Regions from separate parts of the Mus musculus genome. Here region 2 is linked to region 1. The links are chromatin contacts, called in public targeted proximity ligation maps. All regions are on one chromosome and are shown on one strand. The core of a region is the stretch at or near the end of the contact, and the rest is flanking DNA. Distances in the headings are between cores, read along the strand shown.

Region 1 (5,483 bases), core at 1,075-3,574:
GCACTTAGTTTAAAACACAGATGGCCAAGTATGGTCCCAGCTCTAGGCCCGAAGTTCAGCTTAAAGTCACATGCTGTAGATACAGGTTTCTGCCGATTCTGGCTTTTCTCGGTATTTTCCTGCTGAGAGGCGTGGACCTTGCCCAGACAAAGTTGCCAGCCTCCCGGCGGGAAGGAAAAAGAACAGATGGCCCGCTGGGGGTAGAGGATCACGTGTCAGACCTCACATTGGGATAGATCCTCACCTCGCCCTTTCCCGGCCTGAGCTCAGCAGCTTTAGGGAATCTCACCCAGAGCACATAAAGGGCCTACTGGGGAAAGCTGTGTTCGTTTTGCTGAAAGGTGGTGAGTTTAGGAAGAATAGAGACAGGAATGAAGGGGTGGGCTCTTCACTAGAGCGACGTCCCTGGATTTGAAACAATCCGATAAAGCCGGATCTGGCGAACCGATTGTAGCCAGGTTGAGTTAACACCCAGTGTCTGGAGGGGGCGGGGAGCTCCGGCGCGAAAACTTCCACGACGCCCTACTTTACTCTTGCTCCACTAAGCAGCCTACCGCAAAACCCCAGGCCTCTCCATTGCGGAGCGGAAAGGCCATCCGTTCATGCATATGCAGGAGGATAAGTTTAGCCGGCAGCCCCCTGAGCTCAGAGCAGCCCCGCGTGGCGCTCGGGGCGGGTGCTCGGCTCCGGCCGCAGAGTGGCGGGCGGTTCAGCCACTTGCGCGCCGAGCGTCTGGGCCTGGCATCGCCCTTTTAAAAAGTCTTCCGCAGGCGGCCGCCGCCGCAGCAGCCGGAGGAGGCAGGTTCATTTGAGGACAGTCCCAGTTCTCAGAAATCCCTTCCCTGCTGGAACATCAAGCTCTCTTTGCTGCAGTTGAACAAACTGCCCTAGATTGGGGGACGAGGAATCCGCCCCAAACTCGTGCAAGGAGCTCCGGGCGCCCGCGCCCACGTGAGCTAACCTTGACATTAGCCCCCCCACACCTGAGGTGGAGGTGGAGCCACGAGGGAGGGTTGCTGGCCCCTGGGGCGCTAGCCACTGGGCTCGCACGCTCCACGTGAGCGCGCCTCCCTGTTTCGTAACTCTAGCGATGTTTCTTTCTTTCTTTTTTTTTTAATCCCTGAGGTACCATGGGTGTGAGGTGTGCTGAGAAGGCAGGCCACTTTCCACCCCCACATCCTCGAAGATCAGGAAAACCTGCCCTGCGGTCCCTCTGGGAAGACTGCAGAGTAGGGTGTCGCGATGACATCAGCTTCTAAACATAGTCCATACCGCACCCCAACTCTGGGCCCTGCGTGCAAGGCGCGGGGGTGGGGGAGGAAAAGAGAGGTGGGGTGGCTGGTGTTGCTGTCCCTGGGCGGGGCGGGCTGGCCGGCCAGGCTGTGCGAGTGGAGATGACTTTGCAGGAATCGTGCTTTCCACGACTGCAGCCACATCTTTCCTACGATGACCCAGCCACCCGGCTTAAAAAGAAAAAAAAAATTAATGTCGTTCCTTGCCCTCCCCTACCCCACAAAAGCTATGCACACACTCAAGCAGTATTTCGACCCGGTGTCCCTTTCATTTATAAGCCTATGCATCCCCAGCCAGAGCACCAGGGTTCGGCCGGGTGCTGGCGCCCCCCGAGTATGGTTCTGCCTCGAGGCTAAGGCTGCGCTGGGGTCGGCGCGGCCCTCTGGGTGAGTCAGAAGGGCTGTGTTTCCTGTGGTTGTTGTGGAACAGTTTGTCCTTTTTACCCCCCTCCCACCCGTCTCCACCCCCTTGGTAAATATAGCGCTCACGTTTCATCATCTCTTTGTCCAACGAGCGCCAGACACCCCGGCCCGCGGCCCACGCCGCCTCCCTCCTCCTCCAGGCTCTCGGTTACCTCGCATAACCCCGCGCACTGGCGGCAGCAGCAGCCGCCCCTCAGCCCCGGCGCCGTTCCCCGGTGCTTCCCACTGCAGGACACTCCCGCCCTCTGTCATCCCCTCCCCCTGCTTCCAAGTCCCCTTAAGCCCCTAGTCCCACCCATTCTCCCCGATGTCCCCCTAGATGTTTGGAGATAGTCACTCCCAGCTTTTCCCAGTTCCCGGAGACACCCCACGCTCTGGCCCGTTGCTGGGTCCTCCACCCCCTCTCGTCGCAAGTCCCAAGTCTGATGCCATGTGCCCCTCCCGAGCGAGCGCAGGTGACAGGCGGCTGAGACAGTTCTGATTCAGCGACAGTTGCTTGTACTTAGGGGTGGGTGCCTGGCGAGCAATCTCCTTCCCACCTCCTGCCACCCCTACCCCAGTAGGGACGTGGGCTGCAGGGTCGGGAAGACGAGGTGAGTGGATGACAGGCAAAAAAAAAAAAAAAAAAAAAAAGTGTATGCTTGTTCTTCACTCTCCCTCCCACTCCCTGTTTCATTTCCACACATACAGCCACCCACCGGGACCGGAGGCGGCTGGTGTTCTCTGAACACCGGGAACTGGCTCTCTCCGTGGTCTCCTGTTTACTTCCCTCTTCTTCCCTCTCCCTCCCTTCGCCCATCACCCGGGACTGCCTCCCTTCTGCCTACAGCAGCTGGGAAACCTGCCGCAAAACACTGCAGTCATGGGACTTTTCCTGCGCCCATGTGCCTCCTCCAGTTTGCCCTGTTCTACCCTGCCCTGCCCTGCCCTGCCCTGTGACCGCTTGGGGCGCGTCTTCGTCCTGGAAGGGAAGGCTCTTAAAGCTCCTAATCCAGCAGTGCGTCAGCTCTCTCCTTCTCTTGTCTCCTCTACCCTTCCCCCCACCCCAAACCTTCCTGCAAAGGCTGGGCCTGGCAGCCTTTTTGGCTGGAATACTAGGCCACCCCCATGAGCGGCCACCTGTCTGGGGAGAGGTGGCGAGACAGCTGACAGGTCCTAAGAACTCTGTACCCAGGAGGCAAGACAGCTAGTTTCTTTGCCATCCCAGACTGTCCTGTTTGTGCCCTGTTTGTGCCAGCTGCCCCAAATTTTCCTAGTGCTCCCCCACCCCCCGAAATCTATTCCCAGGGACACACCTCGAGAGAGGCAAACCCTTCTCTTTTTAAGCTTGCCTCCCTGCAGGGAAGAATTCAGCTTTTCCTTACAGTTAAGCTGAATGAACAAAGGGCCCCAAGGAAGACAAGAGGTTCCAGCTCTGTTTGCCGCCTGTCTGAGGTTCACCCCATTTTAAAAACCACCTCTTCACCACCCTCTGCTCACTGCCATGGTTACCACCGCCCTGTCCTTGAGCGGCACTGGTCGTTCAAAGGCAGAAACAACAAGGGCATTTTAAGTGTCCTTTTAAATATCCAAAACACTGTTGGCATTTAGGAAACAGAGAAAGGGAAATAAAAGGTCTGGTTGTTTCTCGTTTCCTTCCCAGCCCAGGACCCTGAATAAATCCTTTACCCTGGGTGGCCTCTTAGCCCCCCAAGGAGAGGACGAAGTTTATGAGGCCTCTGGAGTGGAATTTAGCACCTGTTAGCATTAGTGTTGTTCGCTGTGAGTTGCCTCTTCCTTTCCCTCCCTCTGCAGCTTTAGACCTTGCCCCCAGGCTAAGCTAGCTCCACCCGGCGCCTTGTGAAAGTCTTCTGACTTTCGCTCACCTTCATGCTCTGAAAGTCCCACACACTTAACAGCCTTCCCTCCCAGCTGTTAACACTGTTAGTGGGGTTAGCATTCAGGTAGGCAAATTGCCCATCTGAGATTCTCAACCCTGAAACACTCCATTGTTATTTGGGTACCCTAGACCTTTGCAACACCAGAAACTACCTCCATTTCTGAACTCTTAGCCTTGCACCGTACTTCCCAGCCGTACTGGCTGGTTTTGTGTGTCAACTTGACACAGGCTGGAGTTATCACAGAGAAAGGAACCTCCCTTGAGGAAATGCCTCCATGAGATCCAGCTGTAAGGCATTTTCTCCATTAGTGATCAGAGGGGGAGGGGCCTAGCCCCTTGTGGGTGGTGCCATTCCTGGACTGGTAGTCTTGGGTTCTATAAGAGAGCAAGCTAAGAAAGCAGGGGGAAGCAAGCCAGTAAGTAACATTCCTCTATGGCCTCTGCATAGGCCCCTGCTTCTTGACCTACTTGAGTTCCAGTCCTGACTTCCTTTGGTGATGAACAGCAATGTGGAAGTGTAAGCTGAATAAACCCTTTCCTCCCCAACTGGCTTCTTGGTCATGATGTTTTGTGAAGGAATAGAAACCCTGACTAAGACACCAACTAACACTTCTTTCAGAACAATTCTTCAACTTGGTTGTGGCCTCCAATCTCCTTTTTCAATGCTCAATCTTGTTCTTACGTCCCTCCTACCTAGCTGTGACATCATAGTCTCTATGCATGCACCCCTCACCTGGTTCCTGGAACTTCCTGGCAAGACGCAGTTTCTCTCCAACCTGCCATGCTGGACTAAAATATCGAGGCCAACTGTTACCACTCTAAATTTATGGTCTCTAGTGGGCTCACAACACTGTCCCTTTGCATATCCCCAGGGACTTTCCTTTCCCACACTCTGAAATAACTAGATTGCACCTTCTGTCCTCAGACACCCTCCTGGTTCCAAACACACTCTGAGCCAAAACCCCTGCTGCTTATTTCACTGAGAAAAGAAAGGCAAATTTGACAAAACACCTCACCTTCCACCTACTGCCCTGCCTTGCTGTCTTTCTGTTCAGGTGCTGCCCACACTTCTGTCCCTTAGAGACCCATTTGCATTTCACACAGGGCACCAGGATGCCTCCCCAGGGTGCCTCCCCATTGTCTATTGCAATGGGTAGGATATTGTTTGATCCCAAGGTTTCATGTATTGAAGTTTAATCCCCATTGTGAGATGGTAGAATATGCCAAGATCGATAAATTGGTCACACATGAGAATATCATTTAATCTGGGAGTTCGAGGTTCATGTCCCTTTTCAGAGCTTTCCTTATGCTTTGTGCTTGCTGAAGGAGCCAGAGGACAATAGGTCAGTCCCTAGAAGCCACGCTTGTCTACCTACAGGTTCCCTTCTAAGACCCTGACAAACCAAGACAGGCTTCTGCCTGACTTCACTCTAAATACACCAAAGAAGGGTATTGGGCTTCCTTATAAAGCAGAAGTAAGTAGATTCTTACAGGGGCTTCAGAGCTCTTCCCTCTCCAACAGGTCACACCAGGAAAACCTTTACCCAGCAAGGATGGGAGCCATGTAGATTAAGCTCCCTCCTCATGTTTTTCTCAGCCTCTCTACTCTAGCCCAGCCCTGAGATCACATGCGATTTAGGAAGAGTTGCATACAAGAGATAGTAGAGAGTGTTGGATACTCATGTGAGGGTCTCCCAGCCCTTCCTACCTCTCTACGTGAGGAGGTAAACACCCAATACAACTGGGATAAACTTTTGGCAAGGGGGTATAGCTGAACTCCCCAAAGAGCAGTTGTTTGGCCCAGAGGACAGTTCTTGGCAGATTCTAGTACCCTTGTCCCTTGCCAGGTGAAGCTCTATGCCTTCAATACTAGCACTGCCTTCCTAGGA
Region 2 (5,483 bases), core at 1,493-3,992, 1.0 Mb before region 1:
ACCTACCCAATAATTCTCTTCGACAGGAATTAAATTCTATCTTTTTTATTAGCTTCTTGGATGGGACATATTCTGTTTTTCAGTTGTTATACATTAATATCGAGTGAGGAGTGGAAGCCAAAGCCAGTCAGCATTCCCACTTATTTGAAGGTTGGGTAGCTTAGGATGAAACAAAAATAAATGTGAAGTAAAACCGCATTAAGATTTGTGAACTTTTCATGGTAAGTCAGTAGTAGACTGTACAAATTGAAAGCATGAAGGCTATTGCTCTCTGAGCCTTGGGTGTCACTGTGTAAAGCACATGTGACTTGGTTCAGGAGAGCTCTCGAGTATATACCTTCCCAGCCCCACCATACCTTCATGAGCAGCACATGCAGAGACATCCTGGGAGAGCAGAAGTGTTGAGCACATGGCCTCTGTCTTGAGCCTGTGGACAACCCCACTCCCCCACCCCCATCCCCCATTTCTGCAATTCTTCTGACTGTTTGCCCATGGTGTGTCTGTGGGGCTCTTTTAACATCTGGCTGGATTCCCTTCCTTTTTCTGCTTTCTCCGAGTAGGTGATACATCGAAAGTTGCATGGCCAAATGCTGTTCATTCTTTTGTGATAAAGTGGTGGGGCGGGGAGGAGGTACTCCCGCCCTTCCAGGGAATAGCACTTTGTTTTCAAGTGCGGCCTGAAGAATGCAGATCACCAAATAGCTTGCCACGCGTAAAGGTTTTAACTTCTCAGGGTCTTTACAGAATGTGTTGTGTGGCGGGATTCTTGGTTTTCGTTAATGAATTAGCTTTATGGTGCTGCGGATGGAACCTACTTATATACTTCTGGTGCATACATGGAGCTATAAAGGGGGCTCTGACAAGGATGCTGTAGGAACCGCAAAGTTTGAGGTAGAAAAACAACCCCTTGCTTTGACTTAAGGAGGACAGTTGAGGTGCACGCTGATGTGAAGGAAAAGGAAAAGGAGACACTCTGAATTATAGCCGTTCTCTAGTTGTGTGCCTGTGGCGCCATTTGTGAAGTGTCCGAAGCCTCTGGCTGGTGACTTGTATTTAGTCATTTCATAGCAGGACATGCTATTTGATGAGTGCCGCCTGGCAGATGGTTACAGTTGGGTCTTTAACAGGATACAGGCTGCCATCCAGCCACAGTAGAGTATACTTTGTAATGTGCTTATTTGAACTTAGACTAATGTTTTAGCCTGACTAGACTTTGATGGGTGTGGCTTTTATGTTTCTCCTCCTCCTCCTGTTCTGTGTGAGGAGTAAATATAGTAATGGGGAAAATGTAATCTTGACACATCTCTGAATGAACACCTCCCGTCCCCTTTGTTGCTTCAGGAAGCTGTGGGTGGAACCCAGGGCCTGGAATATCCTAAGTACCTGCTGTGCCAGGTACTTATTAGAGTTAAAATTATTTTATTATATGCCTGCACTTATATTGCACAACAATGGGTACCTGTTGTCCCTTGGAGGCCAGAAGAGGCTTGGCAGATCCTCTGGGTCTGGGCTGACAGGTGATTGTGAGCAGAGAATGAAGTTCTGGGAATCAAACCCTGGTCCTTGGCAAGAACAGCTAGTGCTTTTAACTGCTGAGACACCTGTCCAGACCAGGTTTGTAGCTTTTTTTGGTGGTAAGTTTTTAGACTGTACACCAGTCTCAAAGTCCAGTTACATTTTTGCCATCCTAACAAAGGAAAACGTGGATCGTGATAGAGAAACTTTAGTTCCTTGAGTTGAAGGTAAGGCGAGCCAGGTGTTGTGTGACTTAATTTTTTATTTTACGGGGTGGACAAAACACTCAATCCCAGATTGGGAACCCATGATACACCCAATTTTTAGTGGTAAGGATACCACCAAAGTCCAGCTTGGCGACCCAGTGAGTTTTATTGGGGTTCCCTACAGGAATCTGAATTCAGGAATAGAAATGATCCCATATGGATGAGCACAGATCACCCCAGAATAACTCTTATCGCCAAAGTTCACCCCGGCATGGGTGACAGCTCACAAAGGCTGGGAACCTGGACCACACTGGACAGCCTGCAGGCAGCTCAGCAGATTGGAGGGTCCTTTGCAGCTTCAGGTGGCAGAAATGTCTTCCAAGCAGGTCTTTTTGCTTGAGAGTCGTCTTCCCCGCAGGGGTGTGTGTGTGTGTGTGTGTGTTTACCTCCCTGCCTAAGGAGCTCCCCTGCAGGACCAAAAGTTTTTAAGGTCTAATGCTTTCTAGTAGTATTTGTTCCTTCTAGGGCTTGGAGCTTCTAGGGCCTTTGTTCTCAGGAGGAAGGAAAAAGAAATTTGTCAGCCGGCCTCATTGCTTTAATGTCCGACTATAGCAATTTGTTTACATGATCTGAGAGCTGATCCTACCCACTTGGCTCAAGTTCAGTTTCTTCTTTTTGCCTTACAAGGATAGCAGGCGCACCTGAGAACCTGGGTGGGTGGGGTTTCACCCAGGAGAGTCATCCCTGTAGCTCGGAGACAACACCTTCACGTCACCGGCCACTCTCAGTCTCCGGAGGATTCAGCGGAGTAGAATCGATGAGATTAGTGAGGGAGGTTCTTAGCAAAACTAAAGGACTTCCTGGTGAGCTCAGTTTCCGACCGAGGAGCAGGCTTCTTCCTCTTTAGCCCTCTTCAGTGAGGAGTCAGCTGCTCGGCTGTGTGGGATTGGCTGGTGTACACCTGCCCCTGTTTCCTCCGGCCACTGCATACCGCCAGTCACTTCCCATTAGCTGTGAGCCCTGCCCTTGTGTGAGTCAGAGTGGTAGGCACAAGGGCTCTCGGGGCAGGGCATCAGACGAAGTCACTGTGTACTTATCAGATTGACTCGATTTGGGAAGGCATGAGCTAGCATGACTCAGACTAGTGGCGAACTTAATTGAGAGAATTCCTCATATTTCTGTAGCGAATGGATGATAGTTGGATGAACTAAAAAGTCTTAACCAAAAAAAGTGTAGAATTGCTTCTGGACCTCTCAGTGTGCTGTTGTTGAGATGGGGCTGTGTTTAGCTCAGGTTGGTCTCCATTAAAATTGTTACTGTGTTGCAGAACTTAGGCCCAGAAGCAGCAGAAACTGCAGCGCTAATTAACTGGCCACTTTATGTGAGTTGCAGACCTCAGCTCTGCTTAGTTTAGATGGCTAATAAAGTCATCTGTGGCCCCTAACTTCCTGGGGGCTCTCAGTGCTCGAGTGTAAAGCTTAGAGAACATTCTAAGGAGTTTGGAGCAAGATATTCCAAATTACTTGCTCTTTCAGCTATATGTGTGTGTTATTTTCTTATTTTTTTTCTTTTAAAAAGGCATCCATTGGATTCTTTCAGAAAGACGTTTTTAAAAAGACATACTGTTTAACGGCAAAGGTCCCAGGGAGCCTGGTAGTTGCTTAGCTCACAGAGCAATGGAAAGATCTGTTATTAAGTTGCAGCTTGAATAATGTACTAGCCAGAGCCACAGGGTTCTCTTCCCTCAAGCCAGTAGCGACTGTCTTCTCCTCCCTTTTCCAGATTTTATTTTAATTTTTTTCTGGAATTATTTTTTTCTCTATATGTATGGTGTTTTGCCGTCTTGTATGTCTGTGTACTCGGTGGTTGTTTGCGCCTTATACTCTCAGAGGCCAGACAAGAATCTCACATCCCTGGAGCCGGAGCTAGAGACTTCCTTTTTCCTCCATCTGTATATTAGGTCTGGCTGTGTGTCCTGGAGCTCACTATGTAGACTAGGTGAGATCCTCCTGACTGGGATTAAAGATGTGCACCACCATGCCCAGTTTATAGACACAGACTTGTTAAAAGGAAAAATGTGCGCTTAGCACAAAGGAGATGTATTTGCTCTGGAGGGACAGAGGTCAGGGTTAAGGGATGAGACAGGAGCCAGAGGAAGAGGGAGAACGGAGAGAAAAGAAAGAAGAGGGTTATTTGTCTTGGAATGGGATAAAGGGCTGCCTCTGGATGGAGAGGGGACAGGCAAATGATGGTTTATAAAGGTGAAATGGGAAACCCTGTGCTGAGATGAAGTGTTTAATTTTAATTGTGCATGTTAATTAGGTGCCTGAAGGGAGCTTTTGATTGCTAGACTTTACAGCTGGACCTTGGTAGTCAGTTTCTGGAATAGGAATTAGCAATAAGGAAATAGACCATGGGGGGTTAGCCTTTGGAATGGATAGCAGTTTGGTGTGTTTGTTTGTTTGTTTTTGTTGTTGTTTTTAAGCGAGGCAGAGGGAATGGAGGAGAAGGGCCAGGTCTGCTAGAGTCATGCTGGCCAACTCAAGGTAGCTAGAGTCCCTTCAGTTGTGAGCTGCCCCGTGGGTCCTAGAAAATGAACCCAGGTTCTCTGTAAGAGCAGCAAGTGCTCTTATCCACTGGGGAGTCTTTCCAACCCTTATTATTTAAAAATAAGTTTGGTTTATTATTTTTTTTAAAGATTTATTTATTTATTATATGTAAGTACACTGTAGCTGTCTTCAGACACTCCAGAAGAGGGCGTCAGATCTCATTACGGATGGTTGTGAGCCACCATGTGGTTGCTGGGATTTGAACTCAGGACCTTTGGAAGAGCAGTCGGGTGCTCTTACCTGCTGAGCCATCTCACCAGCCCCCGGTTTATTTTTAATGTGTATGTGTGCACCCACATATCCCTGGAGGCCTGTTGTCAGATTCCCTGGAGCTGGGCTTACAGGCAATTGTGAGCCCCCTGATGGGGTGCTGGGAACTGAATTCAGCAGAAGAGGAAGCACTCTGAATCACCCCCTGGACTGGAGTTCTAAGCAGTTGTGAGCCGCCTGCTGTGGCTCCTGGGAACGGAAGGAGGGTCCTCTAAAGAGCAGTAAGCCTTCCTCCCTCCAGCCCCACTCCAGCTTTCTTGGAGGGCTTCTTGAGAATCCATTTTCATTCTTTTCTCCACCTTTTCCAGGCAAAGCTGCTTGTGGGGGAGGGTGGCGTCCCGGGGGAGGGTGGCGTCCCCTGGGAGGGGGAAGCCTCCCACACACCCTTGCCTTTTGCCATAGACTTTCCCCCCAGGGTGAACTTTTGCAGGGATGAGCACAGAAGGGGCCCCAGGCTGCAGTTGGGAGCCTCTTCTGGCTCCCCTTCCAGCCAGGCTAGAAACCAGACTTCTGATTGATGGTTGCGAGAGGAACTTCCTCATTCAGGGACTCCTGTGAAAGTGCTTGCTCTCCGTTGCTTCAGCTGGAGTCCAGCACTTCTGAGCATGTCCTCCAGGAAGGCACTTCTCCAGCCTCAGGCTGCTCTGGTTAGTGTCTGGGTGAGTTTTAAGAGGGGAGAGAGATTTGTGGCATCTTAGACACTCCCTGAAATTTCCCAGGTATGAAACTGAAAACGTTTGTTTCTTTCCTCCTAGTGTTATTGTTACCGGGGCAAATCAGGCTGCTGGAGACTCTTGGAAAGTAAGAGGCCCCCAGGTGGTCCAGAGTTGCATATGGCCTGTGTCAGGATTTATTTTCTTTCCTTTTTGGGCTGCTGGGAAAA

Evidence for each region.
Region 2: a contact with region 1 is called in a targeted proximity ligation map of extraembryonic endoderm stem cells. A contact is called at or near these places in 1 of 39 promoter capture datasets (pre-B cells), 5 of 130 datasets of targeted methods (astrocytes, epiblast stem cells, extraembryonic endoderm stem cells and 2 more) and 1 of 9 other capture datasets (adipose tissue).

What each region holds. Positions count from the first base shown.
Region 1 is chr19:23,131,339-23,136,821 of GRCm38.p6, reverse strand. It overlaps 2410080I02Rik (a long non-coding RNA gene), which reads right to left and starts at 2,324. Exons shown (of 2, transcript XR_386610.3): 1 at 1,868-2,324; 2 at 1-1,463.
Region 2 is chr19:24,163,875-24,169,357 of GRCm38.p6, reverse strand. All of the region lies in intron 2 of Tjp2 (tight junction protein 2), which reads left to right. Among named protein-coding and RNA genes, the nearest start is that of Tjp2, 58 kb to the left of the region's middle.